Regions from separate parts of the Bombyx mori genome. Here region 2 is linked to region 1. Evidence: chromatin contacts called from public Hi-C data. All regions are on one chromosome and are shown on one strand. Each heading gives the region's core, a stretch centred on a gene start, on an enhancer-like site or on the middle of the called end of the contact. The rest is flanking DNA. Distances are from core to core; before and after follow the strand shown.

Evidence for each region. A called contact is a pair of places that touch in the nucleus more often than the background predicts.
Region 2: a contact with region 1 is called in a Hi-C map of whole pupa, with 2.0 times the contacts expected there. The contact joins the enhancer-like site here to the promoter of VG in region 1. A contact is called at or near these places in 2 of 7 Hi-C or Micro-C datasets (both in whole pupa).

The regions. Positions count from the first base shown.
Region 1 is chr27:7,844,174-7,847,664 of ASM3026992v2, reverse strand. It overlaps VG (vitellogenin), which reads left to right and starts at 1,895. Exons shown (of 7, transcript NM_001043844.1): 1 at 1,895-1,968. The coding sequence starts at 1,938.
Region 2 is chr27:7,880,267-7,883,757 of ASM3026992v2, reverse strand. No RefSeq gene overlaps it. Among protein-coding and RNA genes, the nearest start is that of LOC119631009, 24 kb to the right of the region's middle. Within about 2 kb of position 1,512, at least 2 of the 8 cell types and tissues checked have open chromatin away from gene starts, as enhancers often do.

The sequences.
Region 1 (3,491 bases), core at 646-3,145:
ACCTAATGTTGAGTGGTTACTGGAGCTTATAGACATCTACAACGTAAACGCACCACCCACCTTAAGATATAAGTTCTAAGGTCTCAAGTATAGTTACAACGGCTGCCCCACCCTTCAAACCGAAACGCATTACTGCTTCACAGCAGAAATAGGTGGGGTGGTGGTCCTACCCGCGCGGACTCACAAGAGGTCCTACCACCAGTGAAAGCTGTTCCAACTCTATACAAATTTGGGTTAACTTTTACGCGATCGAGAAGATAAAAAACTCGCACTAAGGACACTGTTGATGAAGTCAGACTGATCTAAACGACACTATCAGAAACCTACGTGTTATATATTTCCCGTTACCGTAGATTCAAGGCGGTTGACTGACTGAAATAAATCAAATTAAAAGCCTGAACCACCATTACGTATCTCCAAGATTACTGGTAGTAGGACCTCTTGTGAACCCGCGCGGGTAGGTATCAGCACCTCGCCTATTTCTGCCGTGAAGCAGTAATGCGTTTCGGTTTGAAGGGTCGGGCAGCCGTTGTAGCTATACTTGAGACATATTGACAGATAGGTTGACATTCCACCGGTTATTAATGGATTTCAGAGCTGATTTCAGATAGTAAGGTACTGTTCTGACAAAATTTTACCAGTTTTGCCCTTGAAACCAGAGAAAGACTCCACTGCATGAGTACCATCCGTATAGTACCTACTGTTTTCCACAAGCAAAATTTCAACATTACCTTTCGACTAAAACGGAAAATGAAGCGAAAATGTTATTATTGATTGTCGATTTCTAATAGAAAAGATGATAAATAGATCACGAATTAGAAAGGTTTTGTGAATACGATTCGTATAGACATAGTGCACAAAGAATATACTTATAACATTTTTGTTTTAGTAATCAATTGATTTTTTATAAGGACTTGATGATATTGGTGAAACCGCTAGCACAGCTTACTAACAAGAACGCATTGTTGTCACGTGGCAAAATTAGGCAGGACCGTATTGGCTTACGACATTCCCGATACAGCTCTAGGATCGTAAGCGATACACCACATCACGATACATCACATACCCGATCCCGTAGACCGAATGGTAAACAGTCGACGTCGCCCAAAACACGTCATTACGGTTCCTCCCGATCCATTAACAGTGCTTTTAGGTACCACAAGCACCGGTCACCGTTGTCGTCGAACCCGTCGCTTGCGACGAAGGGCTCGACGAGCGAATTAACCCATAGACACAGCCCACTGAGTTTCTTGCCGGATCTTCTAGGTGGGTCGCGTTTCCGATCCGGTGGTAGATTCTGCGAAGCACTGCCCTTGCTAGGGCCAGTGTTAGCAACACTCCGGTTTGAACGCCGTGAGCTAACCTACACGTTAGGGCGAAGCTGAAATAGCCTCTCAAGGCTATCAGCATAGGTAGGAAAAAAAAAGCAATTTTGTCCATATTCCTATAATTCGAAATTCCAGATATTTTTTTTATTGCCTTTGTAGGCAGACGGGCATACGGCCCACCTGATGGTGAGTGGTTACCGTCGCCCATGGACTTCAGCAATGCCAGGGGCAGAGCCAAGCCGCTGCCTACCGCTTAACACTCTCCACAAGCCTCGTTTGAAGAAGGACATGTCATAGCGCTCGGTAAACACCGTGGAGGGGAGCTCATTCCATAGCCGGATGGTACGCGATCTTTCGCGTTCTAATTTTTATTTTATTAAAAGCGAATATTCGCGCTTGATTTAACTCCTCGCCCCAGTTCCCTCAAATTTCAGTCTCCACAAAGACAAAGGAATAAGAAAATGATTCGTTACATTGTATTTTATCTGTGTTTACTATCTAGGGTCACAGTTCTGGGACGCGTGTACCCTCCCTATATAAAGGGGGTGACCTGGCCAGAGATGTTCAGATCCCTTCGGAGCTCAGCAGACTGACAGCGGAGCTAGTACAATGAAGCTATTCGTCTTGGCGGCAATTATAGGTAAGATAATTCCTAATTACACAGTCACTGCGTTTTTTTATTTCGAATGTGCAACTGCAATTGCTTTTTTGATGTATTTTCATTTGTAATATGCAAGAATATTTCTTTTTTGAACCGCAATAAACAAATAAGCGTTCAATACAATATAAATATTTGTAATAATCGCTTCCACGCAGTCGTGCACGGAAATAAATTATTTATTTTTATAGTAATTGAGATATTATGTATAACACAAATGCATTATTTAAATAATTCACGATGCTAACGCGATTTATTTATATCTAAAATAATATTCGAGGTAAATTTAAATGGAAACTCTTAGTACTGACTGATACAAAATCAGAAGCGAGCGAAATTATATTCAAAATGCATGTAATGTAAATTTTGCGTGTAATGTAAATAAAGATTGTTTTATTGCTTAGATGAATGGACGAGCTCACAGCCCACCTGGTGTTAAGTGGTTACTGGAGCCCATAGACATTTACAACGTAAACACGCTACCCACCTTGAGATATAAATTCTAAGATCTCAGTATAGTTACAACGGCTGCCCTGCCCTTTAGACCGAAACGCATTACTGCTTCACGGCAGAAATAGGCAGGGCGAATAGAATGCCTAATAGTTGTCTTGAGATAGTCTTTAGGGAACGCAGGCTACCTACCTAACTGTTCTTTATGTCGCCGGCCCACAAAAAATTAACTCATTTAAACCTTTACTAGATGAGGACCGAGCTTTGCCCGGTTTTTTTTTTGATAACGCCATCTTGTTGTGTCTTTAAAGCGGTTAGTTGCCCTCAATTAAGAAAAATAGTATTATTATTCGCCAATAGATGTCGGGTAGAGTTGATTATTGATAAAACGAATAAAATAACATTTTCTGAAAATAAATCGTAGCTAGATCGATTTATCGCCCCCGAAATCCCATGTATACTAAATTTTATGAAAATCGTTGGAGCCGTTTCCGAGATTCAGATTATATATATACAAGAATTGCTCGTTTAAAGGTATAAGATAAGATATTTGTACTTTGTTTTCGTTTATGTTGAGATAGTGTTTTAATTCACTAAGACAGTGATTCTGAACCTTTTTTTTGTTGCGGCATATATTTAACGATTTCAAAATTTGGCGGCACACAAAGAAAAAGATAAAAATTATTTACTTACTACCGAATCACATACATTTGCCAATTTTAACGAAAGAAAAGGTGCAGTAACTACTATGCAACACCTGGTGAATCCCAACTATAACTAAAACAACACGTTTTGTACGCAGAAGTGGCAAGTGTGCGCCGACTTGAGACATATTCCTATTGCTATGCACGCCGCTTCATCATAATTTGGCACTAAGAAAATCCGCGTTGCAAAGCAAATAATAAAATAATTTATTTTTTTGTGGATTTAAATATATATTCATGTTAAAAATATTTTTCTTTTTAAATGATATAATTTAATAATATTAATATTATTATATATTTGCAAAATTTGGCGGCACACTTTTGAAATTTGGCGGCACACAAAAGTGCCGC
Region 2 (3,491 bases), core at 263-2,762, 36 kb before region 1:
TTATAACTCAACTCGAAAGCAAGTACAGGCCCGACAAAAAAAATATATATCTAAAATAACTGTGTTTTTAATCTCTGGTTACTGAACTCTGACAAAAAACATTTTTTTTTTGCTCTTACGCACATGTCTACGAATGGGTTAAGATCTGTTGAACTTTTTTTTTTTTTTTTTTCATAAAAACTGTCATTCCTTCGGCAAATGAAAAGTTACGGCGTTTCACAGTATTTTTAGTGGGTTATTTTAGTTTATATTTTTTTAAATCCGTATAGATGAATAATGATTATAACACATGGCAATGATTTCCACTGTCATCTGACGCACGTGAGAAATGTTTTTTTCTTCTTCTTCTTCTACGAGTCAGTGTCGCATTTGTTCATAGAACGTGCATTTTTTGAGGATGAAACGTCTGAATGTCACGAGTATTTGGGCGATGAGTTTTATGACAGGCCCGGCAATGACGTCACGGTTAGCTAATAAACGAAAAGCATTATAAATTTTAATTTTAACAGTGATTAATCTTTTTACAATTTTTGAAATTGCGATAAATTTACGATTTGCAATTTAAAGGATATTTTTTAAGTTTCCGTACATATTGTTGCGGTAAACGTCAAAGTTGACATTTCACGTTTCGTTGGCGCTAAAGATATTTTATTCAATTTTATTTCATGTTTTTTTACCTAAATCTACTAATACTAGAGGTCCCGCAGTAGTCGAAATTCGACTATAATTAATTGGAATTGTAAGTCTGTACACTATTATGATTGTATTTTATACTTCTATAATCACAAATTTTGCCAAGGCTACATTATAAAAAAGTGTTAATAAAACACAATATATTTTAATCTATTCTCAATTTGACCACAGACGTCAAGAACAAAAGTGTGACAATAAATAGTATGCATGCGTGTGTGCGTCAAATACATGGTATGTAGTGTGTGTAATATTTTCTTTATTGATTTAATGTATCTTTTATGCATTATTTTTAAAAAATATTAGCTTTGTGCACTTCTTCTCTATATTCTCTATAAGTGTGGAAAATTTCATAATCCTCCGTCCGCGCAATTTTCATAAAAAGGGATACAAAGTTTTTGCTTCACGTATTAATATATAGATACCTACAATACTACACACATAGAGTACTTACAAAATAAATTTGGTGTATAATTAATTTGCACAATAATTATTGCGGTATTAAGAAATTACAATGACTTTGTTACGAAAAAAATAATGAAACATAATGCAAAACTGAATCTGATGTTATCTGATGTTTGTCAGTCTCTGGTACCCTAACACAGGGAATCCTAAATTGGGTTCGGATGACCGTGCATGATTTGTGAAAAAAAAAAACTTCTACAGATTTTAAATGTTCATGGCTTTCTCATTGTTCAGTGTACTAAAACAAATTTTCGATCGGGAAATGCAAGCTTTTTTAAATAAGCCAGTAGTAGCAATACACATGCCGGTCGTCATACAAACACATAAAATAGAATGTGTCAATTAACTCTGCTCCGATAACGAGTTGGATGCACGAATAATGCGAACAACAATAAACAAATTGCAATGATTAATTGCATTGAACTATTTAATACATTGTAAGTGTTTTGAATTTATGCTTTAACACGTTGACTGCGGGACCGTTGTTGAGGGATTTCAATTGGATTTTTACTGGTGGTAGGACCTCTTGTGAGTCCGCGCGGGTAGGTACCACCACTCTGCTTATTTTTGCTGTGAAGCAGTAATGCGTTTCGGTTTGAAGAGTAGGGCAGCCGTTGTAACTATACTGAGATCTTAGAACTTATATCGCAAGGTGGGTGGCGCATTTACGTTGTAGATGTCCATGGGCTCCAGTAACCACTTAACACCAGGTGGGCTGTGAGCTCGTCCACCCGTCTAAGCAATAAAAAAAAAACTAGTGCGTATGAGGTATTTTCGAGGCAAATTTTTTTTGGTCAGGAGGAAATCGTCAGACTTCCGCCCTTCACTCTGGATGACGGGCGGGGCATGTCGACTAAAAACCTCCTGTCGCTCAACAACTCACCTCCGTATCTCGCATGAGACAGGGCTCATGAAAAGGCAAAGGGGTGAAAGCAAAGTGCTTAGTGCGGAGCATATCCCTCCCATCACCCTTCCTCTCAGGACGCCGGACGCGTGACACCTAATAGGTATCACAATAGTCCGTTTTCGAATATACCCATAGAAATGTGGATGTAGTCGGGTTTTTTCCTACCTAAGCTGATAGCCTTAGAGGACATAGCCAGCGTAACCGAGTGACTAGGTGAGCTCACGGGGCTCTAACCTGAGGACATTGCTAATAGTTAGCCCTAGCAAGAACAGTGCTTCGCAGAATCTACCACCGGATCGAAAACCCACTGAGAAGATCACAGATGACAATCGCGCACGGGGCTTTTTAAGCCGCATAACGCAGTCAGCGGGTTAATTACATAAACTAGGAATTGATAACGTTTAAATATAAACATCTGATTTTGATTATTCTGCAACTTTGTACGGATGGTACTCCGTGGTACCAGAGCTGACTTGTTTATAATGAACGGCTTTATCGTCCATCCAGCTTTTGCGTAACAATTAATACTGGTTTTCGCCGGTTAGTCAAAATATAGGCATAATAACCGATGCTATTAAACTTAGATTTGTTCATTGCATATTCTCTTCTGCTCTGTTTTTTGTATTATTTATTTTGTCTACCTATCTGCTAGCCTAGCCTCGAGGGACTATCTTGGCTTTTATTTGATCGGTGGTGGGGCTCAGTCTGAAAGAGTTTGCTAAAATTTGCCCCTGCAAGAGCTACTGAGAAAAATCGGCGAGAAACTCAGTCGGCTTTTCTTGTATGAGTCCTTAAAGTACAGTAGTTAAGTTTTTTTTTTTTTATTGCTTAGATGGGTGGACGAGCTCACAGCCCACCTGGTGTTAAGTGGTTACTGGAGCCCATAGACATTTAGAACGTAAATGCGCCACCCACCTTGAGATACAGGTTCTAAGGTCTCAAGTATAGTTACGTGTATGTGTATAGTGTGTTTTTAAGAACCTCAAATCGAGCTTAAGTTAGAGTTTTACAGCCTAATAGATACTCTAACGTCATGTTTGAATAGCTCACTTTTTTCTTAATGGTAAGATTGTTGGTTGCTCAGGTGCTTTCTATCTTCAGCAGAACAGGGGTCGAGCGCCGGCCCAGCCAGAAGGGAAGGGTTTTGCTAACATCTACCCGAGCACCTCCAAAGCGAATATGTTGGCTCAAAAGCAGTAGGTAGTTTCACGAGAGGATCTCGCTTATTGCTGTTCTGAGCTCCAATTTTATTATTGCTTAAAAGGCAACCGAGAATTTAGAATTTCAAAAAGAGACTATTTCCCGAATTTCGACTTCAGTGTAATTTTTCTACATCTTATTAGGAATGTTCAGTTTTACTATCACCCCGGGGACTTCATCAGACTTCCTATACTCAAGTCCTTGGGGAGCGATTTGAGAAGTAGTCTTT